Linked DNA regions of Mus musculus: region 2 is linked to region 1. A link is a contact called in public promoter capture Hi-C data. All regions are on one chromosome and are shown on one strand. The core of a region is the stretch at or near the end of the contact, and the rest is flanking DNA. Distances in the headings are between cores, read along the strand shown.

What was found. Promoter capture Hi-C pulls out the DNA fragments that hold promoters and counts their contacts.
Region 2: a contact with region 1 is called in a promoter capture Hi-C map of the HPC-7 cell line. The contact joins the enhancer-like site here to the promoter of Tep1 in region 1. A contact is called at or near these places in 10 of 39 promoter capture datasets (the C10 cell line, the HPC-7 cell line, HPC-7-derived erythroid cells and 7 more), 1 of 484 Hi-C or Micro-C datasets (embryonic stem cells) and 2 of 9 other capture datasets (adipose tissue and liver).

The regions. Positions count from the first base shown.
Region 1 is chr14:50,868,630-50,873,666 of GRCm38.p6, forward strand. It overlaps Tep1 (telomerase associated protein 1), which reads right to left and starts at 1,925. Exons shown (of 55, transcript NM_009351.2): 1 at 1,784-1,925. It overlaps Gm26782 (a long non-coding RNA gene), which reads left to right and starts at 1,667. Exons shown (of 3, transcript XR_874615.2): 1 at 1,667-1,927.
Region 2 is chr14:50,978,657-50,983,693 of GRCm38.p6, forward strand. It overlaps the pseudogene Gm8518. Among named protein-coding and RNA genes, the nearest start is that of Pnp2, 25 kb to the left of the region's middle. Within about 2 kb of position 2,790, at least 53 of the 459 cell types and tissues checked have an H3K27ac peak or open chromatin away from gene starts, as enhancers often do. A contact at or near this core is called in the HPC-7 cell line, adipose tissue, neural stem cells and 1 more, where this site is marked.

The DNA of each region.
Region 1 (5,037 bases), core at 675-3,174:
AACTCCATACTCATCTGTTTGTGCCAGTGATAGGCAACAAACAAATATTTCTACTTCTTAAAATTATGTTATTGTTATTATTATTATCGTGTGTGTGTGTGTGTGTGTGTGTGTGTGTGTGTGTGTGTGTGTGTGTATTGAGAGAGGGAGAGGGGAAGACAGGTGTGTCTATAAGTTTGGCCATGCGTGTCACAGCATGTGTGAGGCTGGAGGACAATCCTTGGGAGTTGGTTCTCTCCCCCTACAGTGGGATGTGGGGATTGAACTCCAGTGGTCGGTATTGCAGTGTTGTACAGCCATCACTTTTAACCATCTTGCTGCCCCCCCCCCTTTTAGATTTATCCAGGCGTAATTCTAAGGGGACAGGGGGGAAAAGGGAAAGCAAAAGCTTAGAGAGAAGCCTGGCATGGCATAGCGGTGACCTGTCTAGAATCACAGCTGAAAAGGAGACCATAAGAACATGGAGGCCAGCCTGGGCTACATAGCAAATTCCAGGTCCACGTGAGCACTGACACTCTCTTTCTCAAAAGAAAATGTGTCTTGCTATTCCTCTCATGTCCCTGTACTACAAGGAAAAAAAAAAAGTAGTGAGGGCTGGGCTGGCATACACCTGCACTCCCAGCACTTGAGGCCGAGGCAGAAGGGTTAGGAGTTCAAAGGTCATCCTTGGCTACATAGCAAGTTAAAAGATCAAAATCACCCTGGAATATAGGAGACTTTGTCCAAAAAAAAAAAAAAAAAAAAGGTGGGAAGCTAGAAAGATAGGTCAGTTGATAAAACATCTAGATGACAGTAAGGCTCAGTAGTCTATGACTGTAATCCCAACACTGAAAGGCAGGCAGATTCTTACATCAAGCTGGCCAGCCAGCCTACCAAAAGTAACTCGAGAAGCAATAGAATAAGACACCTGGTGTGGAGTTCTAGTCTCCACATACCCGTATATATATCCGCATATGCACATACTCTTGCACACACAAACAAACACATACACACATATACACACCCAACGAGTAATAAGGAATTTCAGAATTAATCCAATATGTATGTATGTATGTATGTATGTATGTATGTATGTATGTATTGAAACAAGGTCTCACTAAAAAGGTCTGACTGACCTGGAACTACTATACAGATTCCAACTCACAGAGAGCCACCTGCCTCTGCCTCCCCAGTGCTAGGATTAAGACATACACAGCCACATCTGGCATAATCCAAGAGTGAAAAACAAGTTCTCAATTAAAATTTTAAGTTAACAGAGAAATAAAGACATGTAATTTTTTTCCTCTCTGGAGTTTATAGAGATTCTGATTAACTTCTGAAAGCTTAAAAGTTCTTCCCCAAGTTCCAGAGATAACTGGTATTGATAGTTTTATACTGACATTCTGTGTATACACTAGTTTGTATGTATACCTGCCTCCACTCCTACCCCGGTCCCTTTTCTTTGGCCTTGCACCTGAAGCCATACTTCAGACGCTATTCTTTTCTTAGGAAGTCGTGGAGGCCTACCGCGTTGGCACCTTAGTGTCCATTACTGTTAAACGTGTCAGTCTAGTGAGTTTCTGTTGCCAAAAGTGATCACAACACTCTTCATTTGTTACAGTCACTCCCTCCTAGGATTCTTTAAGGCAAAAGGAACCCATTCTCTCTGAGCATCTATCCCTCCGCCCCACTAAGGCCACCCCACCTCCCTGCCAGCCGCCCGGAAGGACTAAGCGGCTGCACCACGCTCGCCCAGAGGTCCTTCCGGGAGTCCAGCTGACACAGGTCTCGGCCAGGGCTCTACCTGCGCTCAGGATTGGAAAAGCTGTGCGCAATGAGAGGCGCGTTGGTTCTCCGCAACGGGGAGCAGAAACCGGCCTGGGTCAGCCAGTGGACTGGTTGGAAGCAGAGAACTGAAAGAAAACCAACACCCTAGTGAGGCCAAGGGGTGAGGCTGGGCGAGGGAGGGGCGGGGCTGGGGGCAGGGCGGGGCTGAGGGCGGGGCTGCCGCGTGTAGGATATCGCAAATGCCGGGATTATAGGGTTGTGCTAACCACACCCGGTTTGATTTGCACAGTTTAGGGATTTATACTTCCGGCTAGGCCAACTTTACCAACCGAGTTGTATTTCCACCCAATACAATCATGCTCTGATGCTATTATGTATCCTGAAAATACCCCAGAGGCTTATGTGCTAAAATCATGCCAGCCTTGGGCAGCTGTTGGGAGGTGGTGAAACGTTTAGAAAGAAAGATCGCTGAGAGTGTGCCCTTGGCTGACCTTTGAAAGTCAGGCCCCTTCTCTCCCTTTTGCTTCCTTTCATCCACCATGAAAGTAAACAGTTTCGTCTGTCGCCACCCCACTCAATCCCACTCCACCCCATCCGTGAACTGCTTTGCCACAGGCCAAAGCAAGAGGGTCAAGAGATCCTTGACTGAAAACCTCTGAAAATATGATTCAGAATGGTGGCACACACATGTAATCCTAGTACTTAGAAGGCTCTGGCAGGAAGATCAAAGAGTTAACTCTACTCATGCTATTTGAGTTCATTATGTTATCTTTTTGTTACTGCGACAAACTACCTGAGATAATAAACCAAACCCTTTTGATTGTTTCTTTCTTTTTCAGACAGGGTCTCTCTATGTAACCCTGGATGTCCTGGAACTCACTGTTTAGACCAGGCTGGCTTCTGACTCACAGAGATCCGCCTGCCCCTGCCTCCCATCTCCTGGGATTTAAAGGCATACCCCACCACCAACCACCACGCCCAGCAACAAATTTTTTTAAATTTTGATTTTGGGGATTTGGGCTTTTATTTTTAGACAAGGTCTATCTATATAACCCCAGCTGGCCTGCAGCTCACTATGTAGACCAGGCTGCCCTCTAATGGCTCAGAAATGAAGAGAATCTGTTTTTGCAGAAGGCCTAGGTTCAGTACCCAGCACCCACATCATGCCTCACAACCATTGGTAACTCTAATTACCCATGGTGACCTCTTCTAAACTCCAAGAGCACTTGGCATGAAGGTGGTGCACAGACATACATAGAGGCAAAACTCATAAATACAAAGTGGAGTGTGTGGGTGGAGGTCTGTTTTGTATGTAAATTACTACTAGCCAGGTAATATACCCTTATAATTCCAGAGATTTTAAAGGCTGAAGCAGAAGGATCTCAAGTTCAAGCCAGATTCCTTAGGGAGCATTTGCCTCCATAAAATAAGTAAGTGAGTAAATAAATAAATATAAAAATGAAAAACCCCTAAAGATAAATAGTAATTTTAATAGATTTTGTTGTAGTTCCGAGACAGGATTTCTCTGTGTAGCCCTGGCTATCCTGGAACTCAGTCTGTAGACGAGGCTGGCCTTTAACTCAGAGATCTGCCTGCCTCTGCTTCCTGGGTGCTAGGATTAAAATGCATGCCACCATCTCATAGCCCCATGGATTTTTAATGTGCATGAATGACTGGCAGAATCATTCAAAGTTGTAAGCACAAGAATGCCCCTCACTGTAGAAGTGCTCTGCACAGTTACTAAGGGTCTAGCACTCTTAAGTCCCACCTACTAAATATTAAATGCTAAAAATTATCCTAATTGTGAGAAATAAATGTGTGTGTGGGGGGGAGAGAGAGAGAGAGTTCTAAAACCATCCCTAGAACGCAATACCATCCATATTAATAGCCATCAGTCTTAATTGACATCTCTCTATAGGGAAAGGGATGATGAGTCTACGATTCTTACCACAAGACTGAAAATCTAAAACCCAGGGCTATTCAAAGTTGCTAGCATGAGATGTTCTTTTTTGCTTTCTATTGCTGTGGTTTTAAAAAAAAATGAACAAACTGACAAAACAACTTGGGGAAGAAAAGGTTTATTTCTTCTACAGGTCTACCATCACCGTGGGAAGCCAAATTAGAGGACACATTAGAGGAATGCTGCTTACTGGCTGGCTTTCTGCTTCTGCTCATCTTGCCTGTACAGCCTAGGCCTGAATGCCATGGTGGTACTGCCATAGTGTCCTTGGCCCTCCTCACCAATTAATAGTAACAGTTATTAGTAGTATTATAATGAACGCCCCATAAACATGCCCATAAGCCAATTTGATGGAGGCAATTTCTTATTTGAGGTTTCCTTTCTTCCACATGTGTCAGGTTGACAAGCAAGAATACTCATCACGCCAGGCGTGGTGGCGCATGCCTTTAATCCCAGCACTCGGGAGGCAGAGTTAACTAAATAATTAGTTAATGCCAAGTAATTTTAGTAACTTTTTTGTACAAGCTTGAAGCAAAGGCATCTTCCGTGTCACAGCCATTGAAACTGGGTTGTGTCAACTGTGCCCTCCATCCCTAAGATCCGATTTCTCAGTTCAGGCGAGCAGCTAGGTATTAGGAAGCTTTCACCCTCATGGGTTGGTTTTTGTTGTTGTTTTGTTTGTTTGTTTGTTTTATTTGGTTGGTTGGCCAGTTGGTTTGGCTCTTTGAGTTAAGGTCTTACTTACTACAAAGTCCCAGATGACCTAGAACTCAATATGTAGACTAGGCTGGCCTTGAATTTGAAGTGATCCTCCTGCCTCTATATTCCTGGTGCTTGCTGTGGGGTTAAGGCATGCTTTACCACACCAGCTTCCATTTTTAGTTTTCCCCCATTGAGTCATAGTGTAGAAACCTAATCCAAAACTACAGCTTCCTGTAATTCTTATATAACAGGTTTAATAAGGCACACACTTTCCAGACCGAATTATAAGCATATACATTACAAATTTGACAGACATACTTCTATGCCCAAAGTCCAAGCAGTTAGGCAGAAGCAAGAGAATCGCTGTGTTTTTGAGACCAAGCTCCAAAACAGCTGGGGTTACATAATGAGATCTTATTTCAAAAAATAAAAAGCTGCTGGGTGTGGTGGCGCACGCCTTTAGTCCCAGCACTTGGGAGGCAGAGGCAGGCGGGTTTCTGAGTTCGAGGCCAGCCTGGTCTACAAAGTGACTTCCAGGACAGCCAGGGCTACACAGAGAAACCCTGTCTCGAAACAAGCAAACAAACGAAAAGAAAAGAAAAAGAAAA
Region 2 (5,037 bases), core at 1,540-4,039, 110 kb after region 1:
CTCTGGCTTGGCTGCCTCCAGCTGCTCCTTCACCTTCTCCTCCACTGCCACTGGTTTGGCCTGGGGGACCCGCCTCCTCTTCAGGTCTTCATCCTCTGGGACATAGTTCCTGAGCCTGAGTCCCCTGTGCTTCCCAACTTCCTCTCCCTCTTCTCTGAGCTGCTTGGTCTGTGGCTCCCCATCTTCCCTGTCCTTGCGCCCGGTTTTCTCCCGGAGGGCCTTCAGCCGTTCTTTCCGCCTCTTCCTCTAGGCGGCCCACACCGGCAGGAGCAGCCGCCATCTTTTCGGAGGCCCCCCACCTCCCCCACCAATGTGTTTTAAACTTGCTTTGATTTAAGGCTTTCTTTGATCTGTGAAACTATAAAACTTCATGAAACTGTTTCCACATTGGAACATGGAATTTGGGGGTGACATAAATCATTGTGTCCAGGCTACAATGACTTAAAGTAGCTGTGCCATAACTATCTGCTGTTCATTTTAAGATGAGACCTCTGGGTTTTGCCATTCTCTCTGCCTCCTTTCCACCCTGGCTAGGGCCCAGGAGAAATCGGTGATGGTAGGCAGTAGGAACTTAGAGGAGAAGGTTGCCCAGGGCTCACATCCTGAGACTTACGAGCCTCTGCCAGCATTTACTGTGTGGAGGTGCGGGAACAGGTTTCTTTTCTCTACCAATGAAATAATTAAAAGGCAAACCAAGTCTGAAAGTCAACAAGAGACAAAGTTTGTTCATTCACTTTTTTAGAGTCTAAAAGAAAAACATCCCAAGCTGTAGATCTCAGTAGCTGCCCAGAGGAAAAGTGAGAATAAAACAGAAAAAGCCATTTGAGTTAAGCTGGTTTGGAGGTTAGCCACATGGCAGCAGGCAGCTTCATAGACTGAGCAAGGAAAATCAAATGCCTGGGGAAAAGCATATTTGGTAAAAACACAACTCAACAACAACACACCAAAAACCAGTAAAAAGGAAAAGTTGGAACATTCTGAGTTAGGACTAGGCCAAACCTCACCAAGACATGAAAGGAGACCCAGACTCCCTCCCTCCCTTCTAGCTCCTGCAGTTAAACTTCAGTGCTGGGCTGGCTGGCTGGCCTCCAGTCTCAACCAACCCCTTCACTGCTCACTGTCCTCTTGGTTGCCCTGGGTGCCTTGTTTTGGCAGCCTTGCCCTTGTTTTCTAAGCACCTCTCTCAACCCTCCACTCCCAGATGACCTTCCTGAATGTCCTACAAGGAAGGGAGTGCCTTAGACTGTTTACATTTCAACAACCCCCTCACTGCTTTCACCCCCACCCCAAGGTATTGTCCCCAGTTCCATTATGTAGCTCTGGATGGCCTGGAACTCACAGAGGTCCATGTGTCTCTACCCTCCTGAGTGCTGGGATTAAAAGCAAGGGGTGTTAACCCCAAAGATTCAAGGAGAAAAATCACCCACCCAAATCATCATGGGCAAATTAATCAAAACAAGCTTCTCAATTCACGTATACTGGCTGCCTCTCCCTAAGTTGGGGTTTAAGAGGTCAACACTGGACATGGGCAAGATAAGGGTTTTTATAGTTCAGTTATAGGGGATTTCTAAATGGGGGATTTGGCGGGCTAATGGGCAGGGTTACAGGAACAGCATAACAAGTGGTCATAACAATGTGGTCATACGAAGGTGGTCATAACAACCTTTTGAAAGAAAGACATGGTTGGCACTTCCTGGAGCAGGCAGTACAGAACCATTTGTAGTTAAGGTTACAGGTGAGGCATATCCCAGCCCTTGGGAAACAGATTTAATCACAAACAGGAATGAACCTGTTTACTATACGATGGCTTTTAACCCTAAGATGGAGGTAGGCTGGTTCATAACTGTCATCGCACCTGGCCCACATTGATTTTCTGGGAATGTTGGAAGGTGCATTAAGAAAGGAAGGAGATGCTACTGAAGAGTAGATACACTCTACAGAAAAGAACTTGAAGGGGCTGAAGAAGAGCTGGCCATTCTTCCAGAGGACCTAGTCTCATTTCCCAGCATCCACATGGCAGCTCACAGTCTCCAGTCCCAGTATTTTGACCTGTATAGGTAAAACTCCTATGCCTATAAACATTTTTTTTAAATAATAATTTAAAAAGTTATTGAATAACTTTCTGACGTGTTGCCGGGCATGGTGGCGCACGCCTTTAATCCCAGCACTCGGGAGGCAGAGGCAGGCGGATTTCTGAGTTCGAGGCCAGCCTGGTCTACAGAGTGAGTTCCAGGACAGCCAGAGCTATACAGAGAAACCCTGTCTCAAAAAACAAACAAACAAACAAACAAACAAACAAACAAACAAAAAAAAACCTTTCCGATGTGTTGACTCAGGGACTAGAGAATTCCCAATTAGGCTTTATGGAGAAGCTTTTTACCTGTGATGTATAAAATATATCATTTCAGATCAAGTCATCCAAAACATTGGGGTTGGGTTGATACACACAGCGGGATGTCAAGGTCACTGACTTGCTACAATAAGTACATATTCATAGACCTCCATTCCTTTCCACCTGCTTCAGGGTGAGATCCAAGAGCTGCATCTGTAGGAGTGAGGACTGTGGCAGGTTCCAGAGAAACCTGCAAGAGCAACCTTGTAGTTAACCAACTGAGAAATTCTCAACTTCAATCCAGCATTTCAGTAAGGCTGACCTCAGGAGATAGAGGCTCTGAGTGACTCAGATGATAGGAGGGGGCAGGAACCTCACAGGAGCAAGAGAGGTTTGTGGGTAGAATCCATGTACTAAGAGGTGCACTCAGGGGTAACAGAAGCCGTTTGTTCTGGTAGAGCAGTTTAAAGGGCTGTTTTGCGTGGGCAGTAGTTTAGGCAGGAAGTGTCTGGGGGAGGTTCAAGGAACTATTGATTCCCATTGAGAAATGTGGTTTGTAAGTGGCCTATTTTATTAAAGCCCAGAAGCAAGGGTATAATGAGGAGCATCAGACAGACAGAAGAATAGGTCTTTGATGTCACGTTCTATATAAAAATATTATACGGTTAGGTTACCAAGGCAACATATATGAATGTAGAACCATTTAAAATATAACAACAGAAAGAACCCATTCTCCCAGCCAAATATACACTCTTACTATATATATAGGTGGGCTTATGGTAGATGTTGTGTAGTTGGAGAACAATGCTTCACACATATGTCATTGACAAATATATATTGTCCTTATCTTAGGCTTTGTAAATGACTCCTGAGTGGCTTGTTGACCAGGAGCCCTGGAAGTGCATAGACTTCTCAAGGAAAGGGCTCGTTTTGTAGATTTTTATCAAATGCCTCGACAATCATCCTTGCCTGACCAGAGCACGTAGCAGTTTAATGAAGAGAACACATGTTGCTCCAGCCTGAAATTACTCCTGTGATGACTCTTTGTGTGGGGGTGGGGTGGGGATATGACTTGTAAATGGAGGAGTATTTATATCTTGACCTGAGTGAAGGTTGTGGTTTTTTGTTTGTTCGGTTGTCGTTGCTTTGCTTCTGCTTTTAGTTTTTGCTACAAGGCTGGCTTCACCCACAGAAAACAGCCTGCCTCTGCCTCCTGAGTACTGAGACACTAAAGATGTGCACCACCATACCAAGCTTGTTTTGGGGGGTGGGAGGGAAGTTGAGACAGGGTTTCTCTGTATAGCCCTGGCTGTCCTGGAACTCACTCTGTAGATCAGGCTGACCAAGAACTCACAGAGATCCCCCCCCCCCCCCAGTGCTAAGATTAAAGGCATGTGCCACTGCCACTGGATAGATATTATCTTTTATTTTACCTGACTGGTTGATTCCTCCCCGAGGAAGAGGCAGAGACTTCTTTACTATTAGTAACTCTCCCCTCACTGTATTTAACATTATGGCAGCCAGTGAGTCTATTTGGCCCTGGAGGGTGAGGACAACCTGAGCTACCCGCTGGAGATTCTGGATAAACCGAGAGGCAAACTGATAATTGATGGTTAGAGAAACAGTCAGTCACCCTTGTATGTTAGGAGGTGGGATAGGTGCCGAAGACAGTAGTGGATGACCTGAAGGTTAACCATTCTGATTTTCATATAAGAAGTTTGGCTGTAAGCTGGGCAGTGGTGGCACACACCTTTAATCCCAGTACTTGGGAGGCAGAGGCAGGCGGATTTCTGAGTTGGAGGCCAGCCTGGTCTACAGAGTGAGTTCCAGGACAGCCAGGGCTACACAGAGAAATCCTGTCTCAAAAAACCAAAAAAAAAAAAAAAAAAAAGTCTGGCTGTAACCAGAACATTTAGATGAGTCCCCATCTTTGGATAGTATGGTCCAATTTTTTCGACAAGTATGTAACAGAAGCAAAAAACCATCACAGTTGGCAACCCAGGACCCTGAGGATGTATCCTTTCTTCTCTCTAACATGGAATGATAAGGGGTGACCTAGGGTATCTCTTACCTCTCTGACATGGAGTGAGAAGGTATGACCCAGGACCCTGAGGACACATCTCTCCTTCTCTCTGACATGGAGTAAGAAGGTGACATGGAGTAAGAAGGTGTGACCCAGGAACCTGAGGGCATATCCCTCCTTCTCTATGACTTAGATAGAGAAAGGGTGACTGTGGTGGTTTGAATATGCTTGGCCCATGGGAAGTGGTACTATTAGGATGTATGGCCTTACTGCAATAGGTGTGGCTTTGTTGGAGGACATGTGTCACTGTGGGGGTGGGCTTTTAGAATCCTATGCTGAGGCTCTGCCCAATATAGGATGAGAATATCCTCCTGGCTGTCTGCAGAGGACAGTCTCCTTCTGCTGCCTTCCACTCAAGATGCTGAACACTCAGGTCCTTTTCCAGCATCATATCTGCCTGCTCGCTGCCTTGCTTCCTGCCATGATAATAATGAACTGAACCTCTAAAACTGTAAGACAGCCTCAATAAATGTTGTCCTATATTAGAGTTGCCTTGGTACTGGTGTCCCTTCACAGCATGAAACCCTTACAGTGACCCAGGACCCTGAGGGCATATTCCTCCTTCCCTATGACACAGAGTGAGGAGTGAGTCAAATCTGGAAGGTGTAGGGCCAGGGCCTGG